2 separate regions of the Hordeum vulgare genome follow, and region 1 is linked to region 2. The links are chromatin contacts, called in public Hi-C maps. All regions are on one chromosome and are shown on one strand. Each heading gives the region's core, a stretch centred on a gene start, on an enhancer-like site or on the middle of the called end of the contact. The rest is flanking DNA. Distances are from core to core; before and after follow the strand shown.

The links. A called contact is a pair of places that touch in the nucleus more often than the background predicts.
Region 1: a Hi-C map of seedling shows a contact between it and region 2, with 3 times the contacts expected there. The contact joins two enhancer-like sites. A contact is called at or near these places in 2 of 6 Hi-C or Micro-C datasets (leaf and seedling).

What each region holds. Positions count from the first base shown.
Region 1 is chr7H:517,986,316-517,991,170 of MorexV3_pseudomolecules_assembly, reverse strand. No RefSeq gene overlaps it. Among protein-coding and RNA genes, the nearest start is that of LOC123409927, 96 kb to the left of the region's middle. Within about 2 kb of position 1,515, at least 3 of the 3 cell types and tissues checked have open chromatin away from gene starts, as enhancers often do. A contact at or near this core is called in leaf and seedling, where this site is marked.
Region 2 is chr7H:517,525,502-517,530,007 of MorexV3_pseudomolecules_assembly, reverse strand. LOC123412747 (ABC transporter G family member 42-like) reads right to left here. Exons shown (of 21, transcript XM_045105681.1): 17 at 4,278-4,411; 18 at 3,935-4,162; 19 at 3,682-3,853; 20 at 3,334-3,588; 21 at 2,671-3,247. The coding sequence ends at 2,978. Among protein-coding and RNA genes, the nearest start is that of LOC123412747, 19 kb to the right of the region's middle. Within about 2 kb of position 2,562, at least 3 of the 3 cell types and tissues checked have open chromatin away from gene starts, as enhancers often do. A contact at or near this core is called in leaf and seedling, where this site is marked.

The DNA.
Region 1 (4,855 bases), core at 266-2,765, 460 kb before region 2:
GGACTTATAGATTAACCAATAATTATTGTTTATATTGGTCGAAACCCCATCTATAATTCAGCAATAATATGCACGATTCTGATGGCATGATAATGATGTGGCACACATGTATATCTCGCTGATGTGTCACGCTTGCATGATTAGGGAAATTAGATGATGAGTTACATCTATTTAGAAATAGAAGATGAACTATGGTTGAAGGACCAGTATGAAAAAAATGGCTGATCAGTATACTGATAGGAAGTGTTTCCGCACAGAGAAATTATGTGGTTTACACACTCAAATCAACTCCAACCGAGCGATCCATTTCATCCCTCATCGTTCGTTTAGGGGCATACGGACAGAAGTGATTGTCCAACGCGTCGATCCATTTTTAAAACGTGTCCGCTTCGCGTCCGCGCCGACCCATTTTCGACCTAAATTTGGGACTGGAATGCGTTGGCGCAGACGCGCGCCCTCGCGATGTTCGCTTCAACCACCGCGGTCAACATAATTTATGACGGCCGCCCTCCCCGAACCCACACGTCAGCGATCACGGTTGGTCTTTTTTAATTTGAGCGTGCGGAGGGGGTTCAGCCTCATCTGCTTCCAGACTCTATCCCCAACTCGCCATCCCTCTGTTTTCTCGTCGGCTACCCTAGCCAGCAGCCATGGCCAACAACGGCAACACCCCCGTCGTCTATGCCCGCGCGCTGCTTTCGGAGGAGGTCGCCTACCTTCATGCTAAGAGGGCCCCGACGGAGGCGCGCGCCCGTGTTGTTCCCGACTCTGGCCAAAACAACGAAAACACCCCCGTCGTCTATGCCCGTGCGCTGCTTCCGGAAGAGGTCGCCTACCTCCATTCTAAGAGGGCCCCGGCGGAGGCGCACACCCGTGTTGTTCCCGGCTCTGGCCAAAACAACGAAAACACCCCCGTCGTCTATGCCCGCGCGCTGCTTCCGGAGGAGGTCGCCTACCTCCATTCTAAGAGGGCGATGCGCCTAGCGCACGAGCGCGCCCGTGATGCGCCATCGCCGTCACAAGCGCTGCCGCGGCGGCACAGCCCGCCCTCGCGCCGGCGTAGCCCGACCTCACCATTGACGATGAGGACGCCTATTCTTTTTCCAATTATAATGTAATGGGGACAAGTGGACTGTCGACGGTCTTCGTGATCGGTTTTTAATGTTTAATGTTTATTTATTATTTTTAGAAATGCTTTTTTTATGAGCCGGCAAAAAATGGATAGGGCAATCGTTGGACGGATACGTCGATTCAAACGCTAAAACGAACGTTATTGTCCGTCGAACCAATTCAAACAGACGAAAAACAAACAAAATCGTCCTCTATTTGGATTTAGGGTTGCTCTCAGCAGCATATCCCAGCAATGAGTAGGTGGTAGAGACGTGCGGCGACGTCAAGCAAAAGGGCGGCAAAACAAACTCCGAGCTGGGCGCGCGGTGCATGCATGCCATCCACGCCGTACACGCTGGCCTGGCCCGACGTGACGGCCACTTGAAGTCTCTCCCTTGCCACCTTCTAATCCTAATTGATTCGCCATCATCCTATTGTATAAGACAAACGGTAGCCTCCCGGCAAGGACGGATGTTTATTGATCGTTGCCGCCATGCTCGATTCCATTATAGACAGGGGCAAGAGAATATGTATACTATCCGTCCGCGTGACGTGCTAATCATGCACCGGAGGACACTCACAGCATGGATCCTACGGACGACGACAAACGACGCAGTATGAGGAACAGGAACATAATGCCCCATCACCTTGTGATTGGAGCTGGAGCAGCAGGGTGGAGCAGCGTGTTACTGCGTTTTTGTGTCATGGGGAAGAAAGAGGAGAAAGGAGAAAGAGAGAGGGTCTTGACATCAACTCCTCAACACTACGACTTCACGCCGTCCGAGGATCAAGCCAACATCACTTAGTGAGTCTTCTTTTTTCTAACACGGTAAAAAATAGACGTATGTATTTTTTTTCTATATCTAAATACTTATAGTTAGAAAAAACAGTTATTTTCAATCATAAGTATTTAGGTACAGAGGAAATAGAAATATACATACACTCACACTTGTAAACAACGATTTCATTTGAAGTTTATTATATATGAAATCAGAACTTGGACAGACGCAACACTACGACTGAAATTAAAAGAGAAATAAATATATCCAAGGCACACACGTACAATCCGATCGTTGAAATATGAACAAGGTGTCCTTACCATGATCGAATCGCCGTCGACCACGTCGCTGTCAAGCAGGACGACCCACGCGATTTGATAGCGAAGTAGCCCGGCCGGTCGGATGGTTTCAGCTGTCAATTTCAACCACCACCGTCCAAACACATGCTTTCGGTGCTCCTCGCCTTTCTTTCCCTGTCACGTTACATGTTTCCTTCCCCCTTTCCCTGATGAATCCCGCGTATTCAAGTGATTTTCCGCACGAATCATAAGTACTATACATCATGCATCTACTTAACTTCTGCAATACGCGATGCTTTCCTTAAAGCCAATGACATGCGTGTCTGGCATATTGTATGTTTCCTCAAGTATGCTATTTGCCTTAAATACATTCCAGCAAAGCATTGAAGGCATTCATTGGTCAGGCTCATCGACAACAAACTTGTGTTGTTACCTCTTGCCTGTACTTGTTGTTATGTTGGTCTTCATTGGTTAGTTTTGGAAACCGAGATGGAAATTCTTGTCCAAGCCATCTCCGACAGGATATGCTGAGAATGGCATAATGACGTTTATCCTTTGTTGAAGGTGTTATTATGGAAGAGGTTGACTTAGTCATAGGTGTTTTATTGCATATCGTGTAATGGTTCGGTCAGAGTTGCTTTTCTCATGTACTCTGTAATTAATAAAAATGGTTATGTACATCATAATGACGCAGAGGCCTGAATGTTAACTAACTACGTCAATTCCATGTAACACGTGAGTATAATTCTTTAATGAGAGAACAAAAATATTAATAATTCCAATAATCTGAACTCAATTTCACGTTCAAGAAGTCTAACAATGATGCTAACTTGGCAAAATGGAATGCTCTCAAGATCTCCCATAAAAGGAATGCTCTCAGGATAAAACAGTGAAGTCATAAAAACAACTTTAATGTAAAACAAATCCAAAAAATCACATTTCATTCTTTGTATCTTCGGAATATACGGTTTTATGCCAAAAAACATTTATGAAACAAGTTTTTCACACGTATACAAGAATTTTCTGTGGTTTCTCCAAACATGTAAAGACTCAAACATTTGTATGTGTAGGTCTTTCGTGAAACTTTTTGACTTATAAAAATATTTTTCTTTCATCATTGAATTGCCCTCTCATCAAAATCATTAACTTAATTTCCTACCAGTGTTTGCTGGAAAAAATGTGGCATAGTATGTGTTATATATGCAAACTGTATGACAACCTATGGTTTCTCTCCAACCCCATTGTTTTACTGAAAGTTAATTTGAATAACCATAAATTAGAATGAATTGTCTGACTTGAAATCTATTTAAACCATTGTACTTCTTGTAACATAATTTTTGAAGTAAGATATTAAATAAATTAATTATATTTATACATATAACAAAAAAAACTAACTATACCTCCCCCATGTGAGGCTCTCCGTCCTCTCTCAACTAACCATCTCATCGTCAAGTCGGTTGGTGCCCCCAACCCATTTGTTTCATGTTGTGTTAAAGGGAGGTGTTGGGACCATGGATCTCGTTCCATGTTGTATGAGCTAGGTCTGAAGTGTCGGTTTTTTGTATCCTCTCTATTGCTTAGGAATAATGGTGCTTTGTCTCCAACTTCATCTAAACGTCAACCCCATTAGCACCTAGGAGCTAGTGAGCTTTGGTGGTTTTTGTAGGTTCGCAAATCTAGTATTGTGGTTGTTGATAGTGTGCGTTAGAATGGCTTCGGCAAGGACTATGGGTAGATCGATGCATGGTCATTCTATCCTCCCAGTGATGCTGATGCGAGCCAAACCATTGACTTCATCTGGCTAGGGATGCCAACCATTTTTCAAGATCAAGGTATTGTCCCCATTCGATCGATATGTCTTCTCTGTCGTTATGGTTTTTTCATCTATAACGAGTTATTGTTATATATTTCATTAAGTATTCAAATTTGGGGGGGGGGGGGAGGAGGGGGATACCCCTTAATTTGAAAAAAAGATGACCAACTATTGAAGTCTCAACAAGCCTTTCAAATAAGTATTACTCTCTCCATCCCAAAACATAAGCATACCAAAGTGCACATTAATAACGTGTTTTGTACAACCTGGGTGGTGCCGAGAGCGAACGATTATTCCCCCAACGAAGGGGAGCAAACGAACACTTCCATTCACTCTAGCACCCCCTAGCGCAACCCAATGCCCCCCATGAGGATCTTCTTCCTCCTTCCACATCCACCTGATACGTCTCCCTCCCTCTCCCTATACACCCCATGCTTCCCTTCCACACTTTCCTCTTGTAGATAAAAGAGCAGAAATCAAGATCAGGGTAGAAAATAGAATAAAGGACTAGATTCTCCAGAAAAAGAAACAGTGAAATACAAATTTGTGGGGTAAAGTGTTGGGGAACATAGCATGGGAAACAAAAAATTTCCTACGCACACACAATACCTATCCATGGTGATGATCATCTACGAGAGGGGAGAGTGAATCTACATACCCTTGTAGATCGCTAAGCGGAAGCGTATATAACATGGTTGATGTAGTGGAACATCTCCATGATTCAAATCGCAACCCGTCCCACGATCTCATCACGATCCGTCTCGCGGTCCATCACGATCTATCCCGATCTAGCGCCGAACGGATGGCACCTCCGCGTTCAGCACACGTACAACTCGATGACGATCTCCGCCTTA
Region 2 (4,506 bases), core at 1,313-3,812:
CAGCTCCAGCTGCGATCGTCATCGCCAGCTTCATCTTGGACGTTGTCACACTGCCTCCATCGAGCGACGTCCCCGACCTCGCTCACGGTCGGATTGATCACCCGCCCATCCACGATCTACCTCAGCTACACCGTGCGACCGATATTGCCTGTCGGTTGCGCGCGTCTTCGTAGTTCCCGTGAAGACTATCCCGAGTAAAGAGCGCCCCTTCACCGATCGAGCATTGTGTTGCCGCTGCATCGCCCCATCGGGCCGCAGCATCGCGGCCGTGTGGTTCTCCTAGCGGTTGCATCGACCCGTGACCTGCCGCTACTCCACCCTTTTGGGTTGTAGCGCGGCGGCACGCTGTCCCCATCGCCGCCTGAAGTCATCCCGTGGCTGCACCGACCCGCGCACCGCCACTGCGTCGCCCCTTTGGGCCGTAGCGCCACGGCACGCAGTCTACGCTGCCACCCCGAGGTCTTCCCATCGTCGCCCCAACCCGCGCGTTGCCGCTTCGTCGCCCCTTCGGGTCGTAGCACCGTGGCGCGCGGTTCACTCGGTCGTCCCTCGCGCGTCGACTTCCTATGGTCTGCATTGCGCCGTCTCCTTCGGCATGGGAATACCATCGTTCGCGCCAGTTTTCGTCATGATGTCGGGCTCTTCCTCGCCTACTTCGGGCATCGCTGTCGCGCTCCTAACCAGCCACCGCCGCTGCCATTAGGCCGTCGGTGGTGCTCTCCTTTGGCGCTGCTGCAGCTCGCTCACCCGAGTCGTGCCGCCCGTCCACCTCCTTCATCTTTGTCCAGCACCAGCTCATCGCCAACGTCGATGTCGTCTTCCCCGACCACCGCAGACTACATCGGCCCCCGCCGATTTGCTCCGCAACCGTCATTGAGCCTTTATCTGCTAGCCTCCTCGACATGGCGTATAAGTTGTGTGCAGGTCCCCGTCTACGCATGCCCGGTGCTGGCAACACCGCCGCATGCCTTCGTCCCTGGTGTGTTCCCAGCCTGGCAAACCTGGAGCAACGCATCGTCAACATCAACTTCGTCCATCTACGCATGCGCGATGCTGGCAACACCGGTGTGTGCCTTCGTCCATGATGTGTCCCTGGGCTTGGAAAACTCGGTGCGACGCGTCTCAACTACGTCTTCTTCCCGGCGCATCACTACTTCGACACCACTGCGCCCATGACTAACTCGGCGCTTCCTTGCGCCCGCGACTCCATGGCAACTTCCTCGACACCGGCTACCCCGACTCGACATCGACCAAGGCGTTCTTCGCACGGCTACCTCGACCACGGATACACCAGCCTACGCTCTCGACTACCTCGACATCGGCACAAAGGGCTACCACCTTGCTTGAGCAACCTCGCCGATTTCCACTCCAGCCACAACTTCCGCGATACGTCGTCCGTTACGACTGTGGGGGGATGATCGTTGGCTAACCTTCGGATTCATCTCCAGTCTCACCGTCTGCGTCGCTACCGTTGTGACTACGAGGGGATGTTGAGTATCGTGGTTGTTTAGGAAACATAGATAGACTATGATTTGTTACTGTCTTGACTTGTACTCCAAGATGATCATGTACTCCTATATATATATGTCCATGAGGCTCAAGCAATAAACAACTATTCCACCAATCCCTCTTTTCCCTAGAAAACCCTATTTGACGGAGTTGCCAACGAGCGACAGGGTTTGGGCCGGCCCGTTAGCACTTTCATCGATCCCGGTTTTGGGAACCTTCTAGAGGTTTCCAACCGTTTTTTTCGTTTTTGGGAGCTTTCTAGAAGATTCCCCGAACCGGTTTTTTTGTTTTCTTTTTTCTTTATTCTTTTTTGTTTCTTTTTTTCTGTTTCTGATTCAAAATGTTTTGGATTTTCAAAAAAAATCCGGAATTTAAAAAATGTTCCGGAATTTTAAAAAATGTTTTAAAATTTAGAAAAATGTTCAAAATTTGAAAAGATGTTCTGGAAATTTTATCAAAATGTTTCAGATTTTTCAAAAAAATGTTCCGAGGAATTTTATTAAAAAAATCGTATTTTTGAAGAAAATGTTCTGTAATTTGAAAAAATATTTCGGAATTTGAAAAAATGTTTGCAAATGTTCATATTTCTGAAAAATGTTCGCGCTTTCAAAACAATGTTTCCTTTTCAAAAAATAGTAAAAAGTTTGAAAAAATGTTCGCAGAAATCAAAAGGCGTTCAATTTTTTTGAAAAAAGGTTGGCATATTTGAAAAAATTATCATGTTTTCAGAAAAATATTCAGTTTTAAATGAGTTCAAATTTTTGAAAAGGTTCATCTTTTACAAAATGCAGTATCCGTAGTACCATTTGCTCGCATGTATTTCTCTTTTACTGTATTTTCGATCTGATGCTACAGTAACTCACTAGTGAGCCAGCCCAGGTCTGACTCGTCCTGTGCGTTTCCTCTGCAGTCGGACGGAGAACGCGTCGTATAGGAGCTCCCCTTTTCCCTTTCAACAGGTATAGTACTTGACGAATGTGGGCTTGGACCTTCGTGGGCATTTGCTGGGTTTTAAGTCACCATGGGCCTATCGTGTGCAAAATACCCTCATCAGTCCTCGACATGCCCATCCAGCTCTCGCTCCCGCCGAGCTACTGCTGGTGGAGGTTTGCCTAAAAAAAAGCAGAAGAGGAAGTGGGGAATTAGGGCAGAAACGGAGACTCGCTGAAAAGTGGGTCCCATGTATAAGAAATTTTATAGAGACTGCAGTTTTACAGAATCTGGATCTAGCAGCACTCCAAGGCCTGTAAAATTACTTTACAGTGCGCTCATCATACATAATGGGGATTTTACAGAACCTGCTAGAGTTGCTCATACAAGCCTGGAAGGTTGCATGCATCCTCATCATATTTGTGTATCAATATGGAATCCAGAAAGAAAAAAAAGTACATCCATATTTACACTGGCAAAAATGGAAGGACAAAAGAAGAGTTTGTTCCAAAAATTGTCTGTTGGCTTTCAGTTCCTACTACCGTTGTTGGAAGCTCAACTTCTTGAGGCAAATAGCATACATGAAGGCGAAGAACACTGCAAAGAGCACAAGCACCGGTGCAACGACCGCCATGAAGCTCCTATGGTATCCAAAATGATGAGTTATGTAGTAACTGATTGTCTGGTCCGATTGGCCTGGGACGGAGATGGTCTCTTCCAGGTCTCCATATTGTGTCACTATGAGCCCATAAACTGTCCATGCCAATGGGCAAATCCAGTAGTACCAGATCCACCATTTGGGGATTTTCTGGACAAAGCAAGAGCAAACAAAGTTATTGGTCTTAGGAGAGAGAAGGAACTGCAACAATATTCTAATCAAGAAACAGAACTCACCGGTCTCGGGATGAAGAATCCAGAGAAAAGGTTGAATAGGGAATAGAAAGCTGCGGCGAAGATGGCTGCAACCTCATGGTTTGGTGAGATTGATACAGTCATCATCCCGTAGTAGGTGAAGTAGAGGAAGGAAAAGTAGGAGACAAAGAAGAACCAGAAGAACTTGACAACTGTCCACTGGAAGCCCATCATCGCGTATATGATGAGGGTGTAATACGAGGTTTGGACGAAGACATAAGGAATCTCCATGACAACCTGAAGCAAAACACAAGGCTTGAGATACCCAAAAAAGCCAATGACAACCTTGCTACTTCAGCTATCACCGTGTTCAATTATCTCTACTCTTACCTGAGCAATTGCATACGGCATTGCAGAGTACATCCCAGCAGCCCTCTCCCGGTAGAAAACTGTTCTCTCAACTGAAACAATTGGTTGAACGCTAGAACAGTTGTTGATGCCGACGAACATCACTGCTGTGTACATTGCTCCAATGACCATTCTAAGAGTATTGGCATCTCCCCTGCATCATAGGGCACCAAAAATTCAGATGCTGATACATTAGGTTTAAGGAGTCAAGGATGAAGATAAGTACAGTAATTACATATTGGTGCCAATCTTCCAAAAGATGGAGCCAAGCAGCAAGGCTGTGAACAAAGTGAAGAAAAATCTGACAAGGTTGTAATCTGGGCTGCGCCAATAGGTCAGCCAATGCTTCCAGAGGCAGACTTTGAACTGCCCTATAATCGATTGAGAATATTCTGTAGGAAAATACAGATCTGATGTTCCTGATTCTGGTTGACTTAGCCGGTTGACCAATAACTTGTTGTGCCTGGAAATACAGCCGGTGTATTCCATGAGAAATTTGTTACATAAAGTTCTATGTCTATTATAAAATTTGAGGAAAACACTAGAGGTCCATGCGACAAAAAACATGTTTTGCTTACTTGTACAGATCTGAATTCCTGTAGTAGTCAGCAAAATCCATATTAAGGCGTACTTCTGCAGCAACTGAACTGACCTCAAGCATCCATGTTGCAGGATTGTACTTATCTTTGATATTAGGCACTCTAGGAATTGCCTAAGCATTAAACATAAGATTAGACATAAAAAAAATTGATTGCAGTTATTTATATGGTATCTCCCACTGAAAAAAAATCATCATCGTGTAAAACT